Linked DNA regions of Mus musculus: region 1 is linked to region 2. Evidence: chromatin contacts called from public Hi-C data. All regions are on one chromosome and are shown on one strand. The core of a region is the stretch at or near the end of the contact, and the rest is flanking DNA. Distances in the headings are between cores, read along the strand shown.

What was found. Hi-C and Micro-C count contacts between places; a contact is called where the count stands out from the background.
Region 1: a contact with region 2 is called in a Hi-C map of bone marrow-derived macrophages, with 48 read pairs. The contact joins two enhancer-like sites. A contact is called at or near these places in 5 of 484 Hi-C or Micro-C datasets (bone marrow-derived macrophages, colorectal tumor organoids, embryonic fibroblasts and 2 more), 5 of 115 datasets of contacts at active chromatin or transcription factors (embryonic basal ganglia, embryonic stem cells, epiblast stem cells and 2 more) and 4 of 9 other capture datasets (adipose tissue, liver, macrophages and 1 more).

The regions. Positions count from the first base shown.
Region 1 is chr15:86,108,574-86,112,718 of GRCm38.p6, reverse strand. All of the region lies in intron 3 of Gramd4 (GRAM domain containing 4), which reads right to left. Among named protein-coding and RNA genes, the nearest start is that of Gm15722, 19 kb to the right of the region's middle. Within about 2 kb of position 2,213, at least 61 of the 459 cell types and tissues checked have an H3K27ac peak or open chromatin away from gene starts, as enhancers often do. A contact at or near this core is called in pancreatic islet, where this site is marked.
Region 2 is chr15:85,908,224-85,912,191 of GRCm38.p6, reverse strand. All of the region lies in intron 24 of Celsr1 (cadherin, EGF LAG seven-pass G-type receptor 1), which reads left to right. Among named protein-coding and RNA genes, the nearest start is that of Trmu, 31 kb to the right of the region's middle. Within about 2 kb of position 1,946, at least 52 of the 459 cell types and tissues checked have an H3K27ac peak or open chromatin away from gene starts, as enhancers often do. A contact at or near this core is called in pancreatic islet, where this site is marked.

The sequences.
Region 1 (4,145 bases), core at 964-3,463, 200 kb before region 2:
AGCAGCCCCCTTCCATCCCAGGAGTCTCTGTCTTGAGATCTGACTGTGGCCTGTAAGCAGTCCCAGCTTTCTGCCCTAGAACTTTGGATCCCCCACACTGTAAGCCTGTCACTGCTATGACTTGGGGGAGGGTCACCTCAGTCTCTAATATAACCCCCACTGTTCACAGAGGCTGATGATGCTGGACCCACCCATAACAGACCATAAGGACTCTCATGGGATGAAAGGTAGGATGATGGAGCCCCTTTAATATCTACAAATTAGCTTCTTGTGGCCACTAACATTACATTCTGACTTAGTACAATAGTCACTATCTGTGATGGTTTGTATATGCTTGGTCCAGGGAGTGGCACTATTAGAAAGTGTGACCCTGTTGGAGTAGGTGTGTCACTGTGGGTGTGGGCTATAAGACCCTTATCCTAGCTGCCTGGACGCCAGTATTCTGCTAGCAGCCTTTAGATGAAGATGTAGAACTCTCAGCACCTCCAGCACCATGCCTGCCTGGATGCTGCCATGCTTCTGTCTTGATGATAATAGACTAAACCTCTGAACCTGTAAGCCAGCCCCAATTAAATGTTGTCCTTTTTAAGAGTTGCCTTGGAGCTGGGCATTGGTGGTGCAAGCCTTTAATCCCAGAGCTTGGGAGGCAGGGGGCAGGGGGCAGGGGGCAGGGGGTAGGGGGCAGGGGGCAGGAGGCAGGGGGCAGAGGGCAGAGGGCAGAGGGCAGAGGCAGAGGCAGAGGCAGAGGCAGAGGCAGAGGCAGGTGGATTTCTGAGTTTGAGGCCAGCCTGGTCTACAGAGTGAGTTCCAGGACATGGTGTCTGTTCACAGCAGTAAAACCCTAACTAAGACACTATCTTATGGTTTTAAAAGGTCCAGAGATCAAACAGGTGTTCTGGGCTTGACAGAATAGATGTGTTAATGGGCCAGTTTTATTTGGAGGCTGGTGGGAAGACTGGGTATACAGCATCCTTTCCAGCATCTAGAGGAACATGCTTTGCTTGGCTGGTGACTCCCAAAGAACAATAACTACATGCTGACCTACCTCCATCCTTCCCAACTCCATCTGACCCACCAGCCTCCTCCATCTGACCCACCAGCCTCCTCCTTGAGATTGCTTTGCACCCATAGATAATCTTGGATCTTCTCACCTCAGGCTGACAACTCTGTCACATCTGCCAAGGAATGGTCACATGCATAGGTTCCAGGGATTAAGGGGATAAACATTCTTGGGGAAATTGAGATTCTACCTACCATGTTTTCCCCTGAGATAATAATAACAGACAAGGTAAAGGAGCCCCCTCCCCCAGACAGAGGCCCACAGAGGACTTTCTAGCCTCACGGCTCCCATGAGCATCACAAAACAAGAAGCCCTCCTCTGATGGGCATATTGGCCTTCCTGGGTACAGAGACCCCACCCCCACCTCAGCTGGTAGGGTTCTCCCCTCCCACTTCACTCTCTTATCACCTCCAATTATGTCCCCCAACACAGAAGCAGGACTCCCCATCAACCCACTGAGGCAGCCCAAGCAATGAATGCTTACATAGACTTCCTCAAAACCCAGTAGTTTTTTGAAAAAGGAACCAATGAACAGTCCATTGCCAGAGGCAACAGGTGTGCCATCCTATAATATGCTCACACAAGCCTTAGCTGCGCAGCAGAAAGACACCTGCTCTCCTGTGCCCTCAGTCTGAGGACAGAGACAGATACAAGCTCAGAGCCCTGTTTCCACACGGGGTTTCTTACAGGCTCAGTCAAGCGAGGAGGCCATCTGGGGCCTGTGTGTGTCTAAGTTACAAGTGAGGATTTAGGCAAAAGCCCTAGCCTAGCCCGTTAGACCACAGAGCCAATACTGCAGAGCTATGAAGCTATGTATCACATGCCACTAATGGTGTGGCACAGCTCCTAAGCCAGGGTTTTTACAAGGCCCAGTGCCAGCCATAACTGACTCTAGGCACTCAGCTGGCCTGGTTACACAGCAGGGATGGCCACAGAGCCCCTGTAGAAGGCCAGAGGGGTGGGGATGTCCACTGAAGATGAGTTGGTCCCCGAAACTAAGTCTCCAGGGTGTACCTCGAAAGAAAAGTTCGATATCACAATTTAGAAGCTCCATTCAAGGCTGCTGCTCACACGACACCCATGTTGTCACTGTGTTATTATTCATTTAAGCAGACCAGCAAACCAACTACGAGGAAGATAAGTGAGATGACTCAGGTGCACAGCAGCACCAGAGGGAGCCAAGACAGTCCCCGAGGGACAAGGTCTACCCCCTCCCTACCCACAAAGGAGCTGTTGAGGCAGCAAAATGAATGTGGTGGAGAGAAAGCCAGGGGGGATATTTCTGTGTCTAGGTATACCTTACATCTGCATAGGTCTGAGAATACTAGGTCACCTATGAGAGTGACCTTGGGGCACCTTAAGAAGAAAGAGATTCTGGTCCTTATACCCAAACCCCATTTGGAGACTGCCAGATAGCTCCAAAGCAAAGAGGCAAAAGGAACTCGAGAGCGGGAGCCCCTGAAGCCAGAGGGACCTGGTACAGCAAAGGATTCCTCACAGAACACACATGGCAGAAGCTGTGGGAGACTGGTACAGTTAGGCCACCTGCTCACCCACCTGCTCCAGGCTTTAGCTTCTCCAAGGTTCTGGAAGGTGAAGGGCAGGTAATTCATGGACCCTCGATCCCCAAGACACCCATTCCTCCCTCCTCAGTACGATGATTCAGGGGGCGCAGAGGAGATAATTCAGCCCACAGGCATGGTCTGCCCAGGCAGCGCAGCCTCCATGGCTCCCGGCCCACAGGGAAAGAAAACAACTTCAAAGCTATTTTTAAATTTGTAAAAGCAGATCTCTCAAGCAGGAATCCCTTTGGCACAAGATGCAACAGGCCTAGCCAGAGGGGGAGGGGGGCAGAATCAAATGATAAGCTTTAAATAAAATTTCTCCCCACCCAGCTAGAGCACATACACACACAGAAGCCACCGGGAGGGGAAAAGAAAGCTGTCCCCGGCCAGGCTGGGCTGCACAACTGGGCACCTGAACAGGTTTTTACCAGGCCAGTTTCCCTTCCTGTTATCCTTAAGGATCTTTCTAAAAGACAATGCCTTGCTCTCCCCAGTGTACTGAGTTCAGGGTATCTGTTCACCTTCATCCCTAGGGAAGGGCACGGTGTGATGCTCCTCCCTGGCCACTCCACTCAAAGGGTGCTGTCCCCTCCATGTCCCCCCACAGCCTGTGTGTGCTCTCCTAGGGCTCACTTATCGCCATGTTATCCACTGCTCTGCACAGAAGTGACATTTACAGCATGATGAACTGTCAACACCAGGCTGAATGCTCCTCACAATCAGGTAGCGGGCGGCCAAGTTCTGGACGTTCAGCATTCTAATATGACAGGCTGCGGCTTGGGCTTGGTATTCTGGGTTTAGGAAGTCAGTTATGGGATGAGGGCGGTGTCCTGAGATTTGTGTGCAAATAGATAGACAGACAGGAAGGAAGGAAGGAAGGAAGGAAGGAAGGAAGGAAGGAAGGAAGGAAGGGGGCAGGAAAAGAAAGAAGAAAAAGAAATGAGATTCCAGACAGAACTACTGCCCAGAATGGAGGGCTTTTCAGGCCCAACATGGCTCTTCAGTATGAGTCGGGGTCTAGATAAGAGCACTGGCTATTTCTCCAGAGGATCTAGGTTCAAGTCCCAGCAAACACATGGTGGCTCACAGCTGTCTATAACTCCAGTTTCAGGGATCCAGTGCCCTCTTCAGGCCTCATGGGCACCAGGCACACATGTGGTGCATGAATATATTATACATGTAGGCAAAATACCATATACACGCCTTTAATCCCAGCACATGGGAGGCAGAGGCAGGCAGATTTCTGAGTTCAAGGCCAGCCTGTTCTACACAGTGAGTTCCAGGACAGCCAGGGCTACACTGAGAAACCCTGTCTCCAAAAACAAAAAACAAAAAACAAAAAACAAACAAACAAACAAAAACAAAAACAAACCCATACATACTATTTTTCTCGGTGTCTGCTCTATCCACTCCCTATCTTCTGGACACGTCCCTCCAGCCATGCACCAGCAGCCATACTTTCTCAAAGCATCAAGCTCACAGCCAGACACCCGGTACCTGCTTAGTACGGGCAGGAGGGC
Region 2 (3,968 bases), core at 697-3,196:
TATTTACAAGTTATGTATTCACGTTATGAATTTCAAAATATGTAAAGTCCAGCCCACTTGTTGAGGGTTTGGAGAGGGAGGGTGACTGCGCCAGAAGCTCACGTACAGTGTCCACCCATTCACCCCTGGAGCTGAGGGGTAGATGTGAACGGAAGGATGATCTTGGCAAATGGAGTTACCGGCCGGGCCACTCGGGTGGAGGAGGTAGAGTTGGAGGGTACTTGGCCCCTTGGTGCCACCTTCCTGTAGACCCCAAGGAGGCCTCTGGCATGTAGACTTTTTAAAAAATATTTATTTTATGTAAGTGTGAACATTGTCACTCCCATCATACACAGCAGAAGAGGGCATTGAATCCCATTACAGATGGTTGTGAGCCACTATGTGGTTGCTGGAAATTGAACTCAGGACCTCTGGAAGAGTAGTCGGTGCCTTTAACCGCTGAGCCTTCTCTTCCTGCCCCGTGTAGACTTTTAACCACCAGAAGTGAAGGCTGTGACCCTCCCATTCTAAGTGTGTTACCTGCCCTGGACTTGCACAGGACACTCTGTGTGTGTGCTTTTTCACTCTTGTGGCTTAAGTGACTGACAGCCTAGAGAGACACAAGGTCAGAAGACCTTCACTTGTGCATGTAGTGACCCAGACACCATTGCTATGCGCAGCAGCCACTGGTCTAAGGCAGTGTCCTATGCTACACAGCACTGTCAATCAGGTCAGCTGATCCTTCCGCCTCACCAGGTTTCCCAGTGGTGGTTTCTGCCATTTATGTACTTGTCTCGGCCCCATGGATACCAACCCAGAAGACGGGTCAGACGAGGGAGCGCCTGTACACGACACTTCCTCCTGCAGATGTTGCTGTGATCCTGGGTTGCTTGATAGCAACGGGAGCCAGCCACTGTGTGACTGGTTGCTGGGCTGGCTGTACTGTTTAGAGAGGTGTGAAGGGGCAATGATGGGCGTGATCCTTTTTATCCCACGTGTTTGCCATCCCTGCATCTTGAGCCTTAGATGTCAAAACGCAACTGTACGTTCAACCTACCGAAGACCATGCATGATTCAGGAATGCCTCCCACCCCTCTATCTGTTGGCTGGTGGCAAGCTGGATCAGGGAAGTGGGCTGTGTGAGACTACCTGTGGCCACCCAGTGGGGAGTGTCCAGGAAGGACACGGGAGCAGGTAGTGAAATAATCCATTGGTAGCCTGGGGACTGGGCATGTCACTCCACAAAGCACCAACGTCTATGTATAGGTTGTATTGTGCCCAGAAGCACTATGACAACCAGTCAGAGCTCTGTGCTCCAACACAGGCTTGGTAGTTGAGGACCAGAACAGGGACTAGGGCAGGGAGCAGGGAAGGGCTGGGGTGATTTTTAAGAGCTGGGGTGAGGTGGAGGAGGGTAGAATCAACTGCTGGTAATGGGACGAGTAGGTGGCAGCTGGACACAGCTACCCGGGCATGGAGATTTGAGGTCCAAGTCAGGCTCTGGGACAGAAGCGGGAAGAAGACGAGAGCTGGAGTTTCCCAGCCAGCTCAGAGACCTTCCTGGGTGATCAGACCCCTCAGGAAAAAAGAGCAGACCCTGCTACCTCCTAGGCATGGCTTCCTGGGCCATCCTAGACCCAGTCCTCTTGATGAACCTGGTGGCTTTCCTGTAGGGTCACAGTAGCACAGGGTTGGATCCGATGAACCAGGACCAAACCTCCTTGCCACCCTCCAAGGCCAGATATTATTCCTCCCAGAGCGGGCATGGATATGGGATTCATCTCCCAGGCGTGGACATGGGAGGCCCGTTCGAAGGCTCAGCAAGCTGAGACTCATTTTGGGGTCCTGTAGGTGTGCCTTCTCAAGGTCTGGATAGAGAAAAGTAGTCAACAGCTTCGAGCCACTCCCTGCTGCTAAGCACGGCATGCAGCTCACTGAGAGGCCAAGGCTCACTTCTGACTCGGCCCCTGCTGGCATGAGAGCTTTCCAGGCACCAGGGGGGCACAGAGCAGGCAAATGCACCCCAGGAGGACAGTGTGTGGTGGCAGGGGCTTGGCACGGTGCCCAGGTTTTCTGAGTTTTATCTAAACTCCCATTCGTATCTCCAGGTGAGGCCGTTTATCTCCCAGAAGCCTGACAGGCTGAAATGATTTAGTGTGTGTTTGTTCTGTTCTGGAAAAGCGAGTATGTTTAGTGTAGAAGCGTGTCCACACAACCCCGCCAGATCCTATGGTTGATTTCCTGCCCTTTTTCAAATGGCGGTTTTTTGTTTTGTTTGAGGTTTATTTGTTCATCATTTAAAGCAACAGCCAGCCAGCCTTCCCACCCTCCTCCTCCTCCTCCTCCAGCTGAGCCAGCCCCACTTTCCACTGCGGAAATGGCGTATGGGGATGGGGGGGGGGATCCAGCTCAGGCTTGCCCCCTCACAGCTGGCATTCTGAGATGCCAGCAGAGAGCATGCCCCAGCTGTAGCCCTGTTTCTGTCTTCAGCTTTGCAGTGTAGGTGACAAGTGTGCGTGCTCACATAGGTCCCTTGCACTGTCCGGGTGTTATCTCTGGAGAGCATGTGACCCTTGGAGGCTGACCTGGCATCAGGTGGTTCTGTCAGGGTACCCTCCAGCCTGTGCTCTGTTGCCTTTCCTCAGAGTGCGGTGACCTGGTATTTGAACATAGTCACATCTAGGATGAGGTTGAGTTTATGGCTCTCCTCCTATGTCTGTGAATCTGTGGGAGTGAGGTGGGGGGGGGGGCGGTGCTTTCCTCTGGGAAGATACAGGGTTATGGTCAAGGGCAGAACATTGGACTACAGCTGCCAGTGTGGGCCCCATGCATGGGTGTGCCAGTCAAGGGTGGACTTTGGTGAGGATGTGGCCAGCTGTGGGGTTAGATTGTGCTTGTGGCCAGGGTGACTTTTGCCTAGTTGTGGGTGGGGTCAGTTGCAGCTGTGGTTAATGGTGTGGGTAAGCTGTGGGTGTGGCCTGGGTTTTTCCAGGTGGCCAGTGTGAACAGGGCCAGGTTTTCCCCTTCCTCTCTGTCCCCTCTCATTTTCTACCCTGCCTGGCTTAACTTCCTGCTGGGAAACCTACCGTTATCTTCCAGCGGGCTAGCCTGGAAGCTCTGTCTAGGCCTTGACTCCCAAAAGGCCCATGAGCAGCTGCCCTTGGGCTACATCTTCAAGTCTCATTGTGGAACATCTCAGGCTGGGTTTATATGAATGCCTCCCTAGGCTAAACTCTGGGAGCTCAGTGTCCCTTGTCCCTTGTCCTTTTTCCCATGACCTTGTTCCTGACACTGCTGGGTCTTCTGTACACCAGCAGGCAGAGCTGGCTTCCTTGCTGACTCATTCCTCAAGGAGATGCGTGCTGTCCTTCAGCCCACGTGCCGCATTCTCATTTGTAGCACATGGCCTTTGGCCTGACACATAGCACTGTCTGGCTAAGGGCAGATGGGTAGAAGAGTCTCCTCCTTCTGTGGTCTTGGACCCGCAGAAAACATCAAGACATTGTTCCTACTGGACAGAGAGGCCCCTGGAAGAAGTGCTCCCTAGAACCCCGGCTGCACCTACTGGCTAGCATTTCTGGGAACATAGGCTGAGGTCTCAGCCCGGGAGCTTTTGGCCTGAGCAAATGCCACTCCATAGTGTTTTTAAAATAAAAACTTGAAGTAGGGCCTGGTGAGATGGCTCAACAGTTAAGAGTATTGGCTGTGTTCTTCCAGAGGTCCTGAGTTCAATTCCCAGCAACCACATGGTGGCTCATGACCCTCTATAAGAGGATCTGATGCCCTCTTCCTGGCCTGCAGGTATACATGCAGCAGAACACACATACATTAAAAACAAACAAACAAAAACAAACTGGGGCTGGAGATGGCTCAGCGGGTAAGAGCACTGACTGTTCTTGCGAAAGTCTTGCGATCAAATCCCAGCAACCAAATGGTGGCTCACAACCATCCGTAATGAGATCTGATGCCCCCTTCTGGCGTGTCTGAAG